Linked DNA regions of Mus musculus: all the other regions are linked to region 3. The links are chromatin contacts, called in public promoter capture Hi-C maps. All regions are on one chromosome and are shown on one strand. Each heading gives the region's core, a stretch centred on a gene start, on an enhancer-like site or on the middle of the called end of the contact. The rest is flanking DNA. Distances are from core to core; before and after follow the strand shown.

Evidence for each region. Promoter capture Hi-C pulls out the DNA fragments that hold promoters and counts their contacts.
Region 1: a promoter capture Hi-C map of pre-B cells shows a contact between it and region 3, with 3 times the contacts expected there. The contact joins the promoter of Vamp3 here to the promoter of Pramel12 in region 3. A contact is called at or near these places in 1 of 39 promoter capture datasets (pre-B cells) and 2 of 484 Hi-C or Micro-C datasets (B cells and pre-B cells).
Region 2: a contact with region 3 is called in a promoter capture Hi-C map of pre-B cells, with 7 times the contacts expected there. The contact joins the promoter of Camta1 here to the promoter of Pramel12 in region 3. A contact is called at or near these places in 3 of 39 promoter capture datasets (the C10 cell line and pre-B cells) and 1 of 484 Hi-C or Micro-C datasets (CD4 T cells).

Annotation. Positions count from the first base shown.
Region 1 is chr4:151,056,103-151,059,694 of GRCm38.p6, forward strand. It overlaps Vamp3 (vesicle-associated membrane protein 3), which reads right to left and starts at 1,851. Exons shown (of 5, transcript NM_009498.4): 1 at 1,772-1,851; 2 at 60-141. The coding sequence starts at 1,773. It overlaps Gm38529, which reads left to right. Exons shown (of 2, transcript XM_017320565.2): 2 at 1-2,954. The coding sequence starts at 1,339. The coding sequence ends at 1,908. Camta1 (calmodulin binding transcription activator 1) reads right to left here. Exons shown (of 24, transcript NM_001081557.3): 24 at 3,421-3,592.
Region 2 is chr4:151,859,086-151,863,089 of GRCm38.p6, forward strand. Camta1 (calmodulin binding transcription activator 1) reads right to left here and starts at 2,683. Exons shown (of 24, transcript NM_001081557.3): 1 at 2,540-2,683. The coding sequence starts at 2,584. The region is part of intron 2 of Gm42357 (a long non-coding RNA gene); the gene reads left to right. 9230110K08Rik (a long non-coding RNA gene) reads left to right here and starts at 2,659. Exons shown (of 2, transcript XR_390981.3): 1 at 2,659-3,772.
Region 3 is chr4:143,410,518-143,414,506 of GRCm38.p6, forward strand. It overlaps Pramel12 (PRAME like 12), which reads left to right and starts at 1,909. Exons shown (of 5, transcript NM_172877.3): 1 at 1,909-2,574.

The DNA.
Region 1 (3,592 bases), core at 601-3,100, 7.6 Mb after region 3:
AAATTCTAGAGAATTCCCATGTTTGTTTAAAAGTCACATTTAAAATTTTAGAGTGGTACCTCATCTACTTGATTTTGTGTCTGCTGGAGTCTTCGATTACTGCCAGTGGCAGCACTTGACCCCGAAGGCACACCTGTAGACCTGAAAGGTATAAAGTCACAAGTATGAGTACACTGTAATTCCCAGTGCACTTGATAAGCTAATATATAATCCCAATGCTCCAACCATGACATGGGAGGTGGACACATGAGAGTCTTGGAAGCCTGAGGGCCAGCTCACCTGATACATGCAGCACTGAACAAGAGATAGTGTCTCCAATAAGGTGGAAAGCCAGGACTGACATGTGAGGTTGTTCTCTGCTCTCAAGTGTCCTTTGCTCTCAAGTATACCATGGCCTGTTTGTGTGTATAAACTGTTATGGTGGGACGCAGTCTTAACTCCTTACACTGCAGTTATTTCTTAAAAGTCCCAAGGTAAAAAATAAAGGCACTAATATGTTTTTATAACCCCTCAATAATTCTTAAGACTGTATCACTTGATAGTGATAAAAGTCTGAAACAAATATTTAACAAGATCTGTTCTATGTCAATAAAGTGTGGGTTTTTTTTTTTTTTAAACTTGCTTTAAGACACACAGATGTTTAAAGTAGACTCCTGATCTTTTTGTTGTGGCTGATAATTAGGAACAATCACAGAACAGACAATATGAAGAAATAGGTTCAAAGTGCATGGAGGGGGTCTGTATGAACGGGAAGGAGGCTGAAGCAACTGTCTCTGTTGGAAAGTCATTCATCTCTCATAGGTTCAGTGAGTCTGGATTTTCACTCATCCCCACTTTTCACAAGTACTCTGGTTTTTAAGTCCTTATTGCCTCCATTAAACTCTTGTATCTAAAACAGCTTCCAATTTTTGCCTTCCTACACAACTGTCACTCTAGGGTTGACTCACAGCACTTTTTAAAGTTTGCACTGTGTCTACCACCAAGGACACATCACTGATGGCTGTCTCACATAACTCAGGGTCCGAAAATTAAACAGGTAAGGACCGTGCTCTGGAAGCACTATCCATGTTATTTATTTTTTCTCTCTTTAAAGTCTAATATCACTAAAGAGGATACTACGATCCTTCCCATCTTATTAAAACTTAGGCTGAACATGCGGCTGGCTGAACTGAACCAATTTAATCCTCTTGAGTGTGGACCGGACACTGCCATTTGCTCAGCAGTCTGACCAGGTACATCTTAAGTGGTGACAACAATTCTGGCTGAAGGTTGCAATTAGAAACCAATTTTAAAACCAGAGTGTGCTGGCTTAAAACGGAAGAGAAACCCATTGCCCAGATGCGTCGGGAGCGCCAAACGCTGGCCTACGACGGGCTCCCGGCCACCTCAGGTCTCCCGCTCCTGCCGGGCGCACCCCGCGCACAGAGTGAGCGTTCACGCTCGCTCCCGCCCCTCGCGAGGAAGGAGCCGCGGGGTGTGGCGGCCGCTTCCTCGGTCAGGCGGTGTCCCCACCCCCGTCCTTCCGCGTCTGCCCGCCGTCCGCGGGGCACTCGGGGACGTCGCGGCGCCACGACTCGTCCCGCAGCGTCCGGGGACAGGGTGCACCGCGGGGCCGCTGCCCACCTCAGGCCCCGGGACTCCGCGCGTAGGCCTGCGAGGCCTCCACTCGAGTCCGAGTGTCAAGCAGCGGCCACCGCGCCTGAAGCGGGTCGCAGGAGTGGGCCACCATCCCCGGAGCCCGCCTCGCCTCTCAGCGCAGCGCGTCACTCACATTTTGGCGGCGGTGGCGGCGGCGAATGGCCGAGGGTCGACGGACTCGCGCTGCAGGCAACCGAGGCTGAGGAGATGGGCGGGGCCGTGGTGACGTCACGAGCGGTGGCCGGACCGGAACCCGCGACGCGCTCTTAGTCGCCAGGGGCGCGCCGGAAATGGGCGGGATAGGAATCGAGCCGGGCGCAGCGCGGGCTGTCACCTCGGAGCAGAGCGGAGTGGGAGGGGCCAGAGCTTGCGCTGAAGTAGCGCCGGCGCTGACGAGTGGGCGGGCGTTCTCGGTGGACAAGTGGGCGGGGCTAGAGCGCGGCGCCTGCGCCTTTGGGCTGGGCTCTTCGCCGCCAAGGAATCACAGCAGCTCCCTGCAGTGTCTCTGCTGCCCTGTCTCTAGCCCTGGAAAGGCAGTTTAGAGTGAGAATGGGTACGTTTTACATTACTGTGAGCCCGCATACCTTGTCTCTCATGTTAGAAACAGCGGACGTGCCTAACGTTCCAGAATAATCTAGTGGTCCTGAGGAGACAAAGTTCTTTTCTGAGAAAGAGGCAGTAGGAAGTCCATGTGGAGTCTTGGCCACAGGATTTGGGAGAAGTCTCCTCTCAGGTTCTCACATGACAAATATTTGCCATTGCACGGATATTAAATCCCTAAAGGGAGCCTTGGCTTAGAGAACTGTAAGGTTCTTCATTTCTGTAATTCCCTGGCCCTTGCGGAGACGACACTCAATTTTTGTTCAACGGGGGTGAGTAGTTATGTGGAAAAGAATCCCAACAAGGTCTAAAACAGACTAAATAAACTCCGTTGGTGGATTCACTCAATGAAATACACTAAGGTATTTTTCCACTTCAGCATGGTAACTCCCAAAGGTGTGTGTTGCAATTAAAGAGCGCCACACCAGTGGGTACTAGGTTGAGTAGTAGTTATAAAAACCATTCTGGATAGGAGGAAATGGAGAGTGTGGGGCCGGGCTTAAACAGTGAACAGAAAATGCAGTGGGCTCCTGGTGGGAGGTTCAGAGTGTGAAACTGGCACTAGTTCTGAGGTAGATCAGAAGTGAAGTCCTACCAGAGAGATAACAGAACTCTACAGCCAAGAGGACTGGAACAGTGACGAAGAATACCTAGCAGGGAGGCCTTGTGAGGTAAGCTGGAAAGGGTCTTAAAAAAAAAAAAAACACACACAAAAACCACACACACACAACCCAGCCAACTACCTAGTAGAGCTAAAGAGTGTACTTAGTTGGCAGAGTGCTTGTCTAATATGCAGCCCTGGGTTTGATCCCCAGAACCACGTAGACCCAGGCTGTTAGCACACCCATAATCGCAACGAAAGCTTTTAGGTAAAAGGTTAAGAGGTTCAATGTCACCCTTAAGCTTAAGCGTTGGGAATTCATGGGTACTCTGAGCTACATGAGAAAGGTTAATTTAAAATTGAGATCCTTATCTTCCAAGTAACTGCATTTAAAATAAATCGATGTGTTAAGGAACCAGGCAAGGTAGGTAGAAAGGAAGTGCTTTGGGAAAGTGGCTCTAAGTGAAAGGCTGGGTGGGAGAACACTGCATGTGGAAAGTAAAATAATACTTCCAGTTCTAACTATGACCTCACTGTCAACACCTTGGATTTCAGATCAGGTTAAAGCAAAACACAGATAATATGGGGAAATTTTCTTCATTTTTAATTTACAGCAGAAAGAATATAAAGCATTCAGAAAACATTTTCCATATTTTTAAGGGCAATTCAAAACATTTTGCATGGTTTCCAGCAGCTGAGTTCTTCAACAGATCCATTGACTCAATGATGCTTTACATGCACAATTACAAAAAT
Region 2 (4,004 bases), core at 1,433-3,932, 8.4 Mb after region 3:
AGGTGGAGGGCTCCCTTGTTAGGAAAAGAACTTCAAGAGAACAGAAACAAGAACACACAACACACAGCTGGAAGGTGAGGCTCTACACGAAGTCTGTCAAAAAGTAAGATGACACTGCTGAGCGAGAGCACGAGACAGGGAGGTGAGCACCTGAGCAGAGGCAGGGCTGTGGGCCCCAGAGAAAGAACCTGGAAACCCTGCCACCTTCCCGGGAAGCAGCGGCAAGCACTTTTCCGAAGGCACCTTCTTCTAATTTCTTAGCGTCTCTCACTTCACTGGCTGAAATACAACAGGGATGTACTTGAAGCCGTCAGTTAGCTCCCAGTTCTATCAGGGAGAGGCAGCCGCTTCTCCATTTCCTATCATTTCCCCAAAACACAGGAAATCGCTTTCTCCTACACTGCAGGGGGAAAAAAAAATCAAGATAAGAACTTTCACTCCCCACAGAATCAAGCTGAGAATACTGTCCCTAGATTCCAAATGGAAAAGTCTGGGCATTCATCAGCAAGCACTCCACACATGGGAGAAGTGCCTTTCTGCTTATTCAGTACAATACAAATGACAAATGAAGGAGTAGTGTGACATTGCTTTTATCAACGACACCTTGGCTTCTTCTAATCCTGAAGCCACCAATAACATACATGGGTAGGTATGTACAGATACACACATTCTGGCAAATTAACACTCCACCCACTCTGACCATAGAGCTGCCACCTGACCCTTCTAACTTCTTCTGGGTATGTATAGAATGCTATTGCACATATGCACAAAGTGGTCTGTGTGTGTCAACAACTGTGTCGAGCACCCAATTTCCGTGATGTCAAAGAGAACCAGAACAGCAAAAAGTAGAGAAATTGCCCCTTTGCTTGAAAGGTGCAAGATCCAAAGAAATGTTTTGATCCCACTAGAGACATACCAGGGCCAAAGGAAGATTCTGGTACAACAAGGAGCACACAAGCTACCTCTTCTCAAATGGCATGTGGGCGACAAGGGTGTCTACACTCCCTATTCTGGATAGAAAGGCATATGGCTTCTCCTTACCCAGCCAACATGAATACAATTTGAGAAAATTAGAGAAAGTCAAGGTAACAGGCTCACTAAATATGGCTGACTGGGAAACAGGAGCCATAAGGAGGGTCTGAGTTCTCTCAGAAAAAAAAAAAAAAAAGAAGAATTGGGAAGTTTATTTCCAAGAAAGATTCAAAGACTTCTTGAGAGTGGGATGCATAAAGTCTGGTTCTTTCTGCTCAGAAGACAGGAATCAGAACACCAAATTCAAGGGCACTGGACCCTTTTCCCAGTGGGATAGTGTTAACTGGTGAAGGGTGCCCCCTAAGATCCAAGAGTGAACGGGAAGCAATAGATCCTTCTTTTCCTGCAAGAAACAAGTACTGAGGTCCCTTACACTCAAGTGGTAGGCACATCGGAAGTCCTGCCTGCCCTACATCTTACTGGGGCGCCCACCCTGGCCCAGACAGGGAACTCCAAGGAGAGAGGCAGACAGCTAGGGAGAGGAGCATTGGAGCGTCCGGTTTTCCCAACAAGAAAGAGGGCAACTCGAAGGGTGTTCAGGAAATGAGCTCACCCTAACCCAGGAAAGTGTACGGAAAGAGTACAGATCTGGAAGAAGTGTCTGCCTGCCTATTTAGAAATGACTTCAGAGCTGCACAGGGCCCCACAAGCCACTGGGTGAGCTAAGAAGGAAGAACATGGGTAGCCCCGAGTCCCCTTGTCCTGGCCAAAAAAAAAAAAAAAGATTAACCCAGCGTGCAGAGGCTCCGCGGCCCCACGAGAGTCCCCTCAAAAAGGGGACAGGCTGACACGGAACCCTCAGTGCTCGGAGAGGATCGGGGTCACGGAAGGTAAAGGGCATGGCAGTGTGGAGACCCCACCCTCCCGGTAGTGAGGGTGCAAGGGCAAGTGTGGAAGAGCATGCTGTGAGGGGCGGGGAGGCCGCGCGAGGACCCCGGCCCTGCTGGGGGAGGGGTCGCCCGGGGCCTCGGCCGAGGGGCGCTCGGCACGAGGGGGGCCCCCTGGCGGGGACCCGCGCGGGGACACCCCCCACGCCGGCGCTAGGAGGCGCCGCGCGGCCCGAGGGGGGCTGTGGAGGGGAACGTCCGGCCCTGACGCCGCTACGGCCGCCGGCACCGGTGCCCGCGAGCCCCCGCGGCCCGGGAAACTTTCCGCCCCGCGGCCCCCTGACACCCCGACCGACACGGCGGGGATGCCCCGGGCCGGGTGCGGGAGGCGTCGCGGCTTCTCCTCCTCCTCGCTGGGCCCGGCCCCCGCCCCGCGCGCCCCCCGCCCCGGCCTGCCGCCCCCGGGGCTGGGTGCGGGGCGCCCCGCTCGGCCGGCCCGCGAGTCACCTCAGGACTCGGCCGCGCTCCGCCCCCCCCACCCCGCCGGCGCCCTCCCCGCGCCCGCCGCGCCCCCGCGCTCGCGCCCCGCGCCGCCGATGCCCGGGATGTCCGGCGCGGCCCCGGGCTCGCCGTGTCGCCGCCACCCTGACAGCCCCGGGCCCTCACGCTCCGGCTCTCACCTTCCGGCTTGTTTTCGGCAGCCATTTCCCCTCCGCGCGCCACATCCTCCTCCTCCTCGCGACCGGGACCCCGAGCGCGCGCCTCGTACCGCCGCCGCCGCCGGCCCAGCCACCCCGCCGCCGCCGCGCACCCGCCCTGGCCCCGCCCCGCGGCCCACGCACAGCGCCCACTGGTTGGTGCGTCTGCCAGTCACGGCTCCCGCGACCAATCGGACCGCACCAGGGGTCTCACTACTCTCCGGGAGGAGCGTCCTATCCACCCTGTCCATTGGCTGATCACCACCGCACCGACTAAAGTGATTGGCCTGGAATCAACGCCCCCTCCCCACCCACTCCCGGGAAAACCCGCCCTCCAGACCTAAACAAAGCTTCCTAGTGGACAGAGGTCGAAAGGATGGCCCAATCAGGATGAGGCTGACACGGAATATTTCCTCGAGGCCGAGACGTGGTGTTTTGATTGGACGTCACTACAGTGTTTCCCAAGCCGTCCAGACCAATCAAAGGGGGTTCCCGGAACTCGGGAACGGCTGTGGGAAGCCCCGCCCCCCAGCGTGACCGTCATGAGGAAGGCGCTCGCTCATTGGTGTGCTGGGGCTTTTCCCGCGTGCTCCGGGAGCTGAAGGACGTTCCCGGGGAAGCCGCTGCTGGCGCGTGGGGGTCCCGGTGTCTTCGGAGGACACGCTGGGATCTCCGGGATCCCGCAGCCTGCGGCGCTGGCGGGGGGCGGCCCTGCCGGAGGGATACGTAAGGCACCGAGGCGTGCCGGTTCACAGCGTTCCCGAACCGTTTAGCCGAGAGTCGGGGCGTCGCTGCCCGACACGGGGGAGGGGCGCACCTCCCGGCAGACCACGCCCCTCGGCCAAATCCCGCCCCTTCCTGGCCTCAGCCCCGCCCCCTCGGCCGGCGCAGCGTCCCCGCGGCCACCCTACGCTCCCGCCTGCCTTGCGCTCCTCTGTCCCCTTTTCTAGCGGCTTAAAATACTGAAACTTTATTTTGGTCACGTTGCCCATGTGACCGGCGGAGCCGATGAGTCATAGGTGCCTGTCCCAGGCTGCAGCCGCGGATCTAGGGCTCGGAACGCTCGACCTCGGCTAGCCTAGCCAATCCCTCCCGGGCTCCCGGCGCTTCGGTCGGGTTCCAGCCGCAGCTCCGCGCAGCTCTCCTGCCTGTAGGTCCACACCGGAGAGATTCGCACGCCCTGCAGACACAAGCCCGGGCCAGAAGAGCTGCAAAGTACTGCGCCTTCTCGAGAGAAATCAGGGGCTCTGAACGTGGCCAGAAAATAGAGGAAAGGATGGAAGGAGAGAGGGAGGGGAAGGGCAGAGTGCAGGAATTCCGCACATAGAAAAATAAAAGGGAAGGAGAAGAGGGAGGGCAAACACCATGCAGGGATTCTGCAGGTGCACTGAAGGGAAGCGGGAGGGAAGGAAGGAGAATGCACTTTAATGAAAAGCAGCTGAGCTCC
Region 3 (3,989 bases), core at 659-3,158:
GGACCTTCAGAAGAGCAGTCAGTGCTCTTAACCACTGAGCCATCTCTCCAGCTCCTCTGTGAGTTTTCAAAGTCAGTACACAGTGAGCTCCAGAACAGGCAGGATTATGTAAAGAGACTCTATATTAAAACAAAGCAAAACAAACAAACAAACAAAACCAAAACTTTCAGGTGCTACCAACCACACTGCCAGAGAGGTACTGCCTTTCTCTACTGTGTGCTTGCTCTCTGATATCCCAGGCTGCCACAGCTCCTAACTCCAGAGCTTCTAGGTTATTATCACCTAAGCCCTCAGGTCTGATGGCAAGATACCCTGTGGCACTGAGGTCCTGCTTCCAGTGTTAGCTGTTTACTAGAAACTGAGTTTTAGTATGTTGTCCAGGCTAGACCCAAAACTTGTAGCAAGCTTTCTTCAGCCTCCTGAGTGCTGAGATATAAGCTTGAGCTATCACTCTGGCTTTACCTTCCTTTTCATTTTTTAAAAAAAAGTATGTGTATTTTCTGTATGTCTGTGGGTGTATGTGGAGGTCAGAGGGCAAGCCCAAGAGTCAGTTTTCTTCTTCCAGCACTTAAGTGTGTGACTGAACCCAATAGTCTAGTGCTGTGGCAGGTCTCCTTACCTATGAGCCATTTCACCCACCCCACAGCCCCCACTCTCTATTGCATGTTCTCTAGCCAGTGTGCTGGCTGACACTTTCTGAAGCATCTTCTACCTTCTGGAAAACCTAATGTGGAAAACCTTTGTTCTCAAAGGCAAGTTTCTTCATCGTTTGAGAGTAAGGGTCTATATAGCCTGGGCCGGCAATGAAGCTTGGGGAAAAATGACTTTGAACTGATCCTCCTAACTCTTAACTTTTTAGTTCTGAGATTACAAGTATGCCCCACAGTGTCTGTCTGGTGCATGCAGTGCTTGCTGGACAGTGCACCTTTGAGAATACTGGGCAGCAACTGTTCTATAAACTGAGCTTTCTTCCCAGGCCACTTACTGCAGTATTAATGGGAACATCTTCCTGCCTTCTGAGAAGATGCCACAGCAGATGACTGGTAGAGAGCATCCAGCTCAGGCCCTGATCCAGAACATATTCGTAACTTTGCCAATAATAATATCAGCTTTAAGAAATGTCTATTCGTCAGGCACAGATTAAAACTCCTATCCCCAGTGACTCATACTTAGAACTAAGTGGGCCACAAATGAATACAATTCCGCCAGGTATGTTGGCTCACAACTTCCTCTTGGCTCAACCCCAGAGGAAGGTGGAGACTGGAGACTGGCTAAGAGTTGGAGTTCCAAATCAACCTTAGGTACTGAGCAAGATTCCACCTCTGAAACTCTAAGTCTCAAATAAATGGCTGAGGTGCCTATTTAACATATCAATGTGGACCAGGCTGCCACGTTCTCCCAGTACCCCTTGTTACAGGGTATGGCTGGCACACTCCACCTTCTACCCCAAATTCTCCAGCTTGTGTTGCCCTTCTCTATATAACCCAGCCATTTTAGTTACCTGCCCCCTTTTTACCTTTTGGCCACAGCACCCGGGTCTTATGGCTCAGGGGTTATGTCCACTCTGAACTCCCCCAGCTGTCTGCCTATGCTTCCCTTTTCCCCTACAATAAACCTCCTCCTCCACCATACTTAGAAGCAGCCATGTCCTTAGTTTATTATTTTTTCATTCATGAAAGAAATGCAGAACCAAGTGAATTAACAAGAAAATAAATAAGTAAAGCAAATACAGAAAACAAATTGAATGAAGTGAATTAACGCATCGGCTTTTGACTTTCACGGAATCTCAGTTTTTTTTTTTAAATTATTATTTTTTGAGTCAGAGTTTCACTATGTAGTCCTGGCTGTATTGGAGCTCTACGTAGAGCAGGCTGCTCCGGACGTCACAGGGATCCGCCTGAATCGCTCACAGGAGTTCTGGGATTAAGGGCGTGAACCGCTTCCGCGGCTTTCAGGATTTTTTTCCCTCATCTCCGTGAATTTGGCTTTACCTCCCCAGAGATCCGCCTGCATCTGCCTCTCCGCGGATGTGCGCGGTTTTCCCGGCTGTTTTTTTCTTTCTTTCTTTTTTTTTTTTCCTTTTCCACGGAGACTATGTTGTCAATCAATACAGAAACAGAAAACGCCCAGACGTGGCGGAAACTCAGTCATCCAATCAGAGGACGGCTTGTGGTTGACAGGCGGGACTACAAACCGGAAATGTGAGACAGAATACGCGGACCGAGCCGGGGGAGGGGCGACCAAAAAGAAAACAAAAAACAAAAAACAAACCGCCGAAAAACAAAAAAATAAAAACCGCTTCAGGCCGGAAGTATAAAACGGAACCCGGAAGTGTGGGACCGGATACGGCTAAAACACTTCAGGCCGGAAGTGCGAGACAGATACGGATGAAAACGCTGCAGGCCGGAAGTGCGAGACGGATGAAAACGCCTCAGGCCGGAAGTTTGAAGTGAAGATGGCTATAAAAGCTTTAGAGAAGCTCGGGAAGACACTCACCAGCACTTGGAGTCCGAGCTTGGACTGACTGCCTGGGCCTGCTGGGATTCTGAGTTCTGCCATCAGTTCTTGTTTCTGGTAAGTCAGTCACCTCCAGAAGGGCACAGTTTTGATTGAGGGCCACTTGACCCAAGATGCCAAAGGAACTCTGATTTCTTCTCTTCCCAGGAACAGATCGCAGGCATTGAGTTTACTAATAGTGATGGTTGCCATCATCTTCGACCTTAATTTGCTGGTTTCATTTATTATTTTATTTTATTTGAGGCATGACCTTACTTTGCTGCCCAGGCCCACCTAGAACGCAGATCAGCCAAGAGTGCTTTTAAATTACCTGGCAGTTCTGCATCTGCCTCCCCAAGCTGGAACTACAAGCTGAAAGTTAATGGAATATCTAGAATTATACCTTGGTTTGTGTCAAGTTAAATTTTTTCTTTGTTTTTTGTTTTTGTTTTTGTTTTTTTAGATGGGGCCTTAGTCTAGCTCAGGTTGGCTTCAGACTGCCTCACCCCTCTGAATGTTGAATTAATGATTCAATATTTAAGGCTTATTTTAATTTTTCTTTTTAGAGACAGAGTCACATGCAGAATATGGTAGAATTCACATGTAGTCTCATCATATCTGACTTCACATTTTAAAATTTTCATTTCATTTTATTTTGAAGACATAGTCTTATCTGATCCTTTTAATTCCATCTTCTTAGAGTTTGGATTTTATTCATTTACATTCTTACTTTTTTTTTTTTTTTTTTTTTTTAGGCAGAGTTTCTCTGTAGCCCTGGGTGACCTGGAATGCACAGAGATCCATTTGCATCTGCTTCTTGAGTATTTGGTTTTAAGGCTTTGGTTTTAAGGCATGCACTACCATGTCTAGCTAGTGTTGCCCACTGACTTTAAAATTTCTTAAAGACAGAGTCTCGTTAAGCTTGGGCTGGTCTCAGTTGAACCCCTGACCTTCTAACTCTACATTTGATTGATTAGCTTGAAATTCCTTAAATTTTACAAAAGTTAATGTTTTGAAATTTGAGATCTAAATTGAGATTTGTTTTCTTTCTTTCACTTTTTGTTTTTGTTTTTTTTTTTTAAATTTTTCAGAGACAGGGTTTCTTTTGTACCCCCTGCTGTCCTGGAACTAGCATTGAAGACCAGGCTGGCCTCAAACTCACAGAGACCTGCCTGCCTCTGCTGCTTCCTTGGCGTTGGGATTGAAGAGGTTTTATGGCACAGGACTACAAGTCCCATCTCGTCTGAGGACTGAAGCTATAGGAATGTAGTTGGTTTAGCCTGGATAATTTAACTTGACCTTGATCCAAATTAAAATAAAAAGAAGCCAGGTGGGCTGCTTACTTCTTTCTGGCATTCCAGCCCTAGAAACACAATGAAGCGTGATCTCCAGTTCTGGGCTAGACTGGGGTGACCTTGTTTACATAAAATGAAACAAATGAGTTAGGAATGCAGCCTACTGGCAGAGTGCTTGTCTAGTTTGGGCCAGGCCCT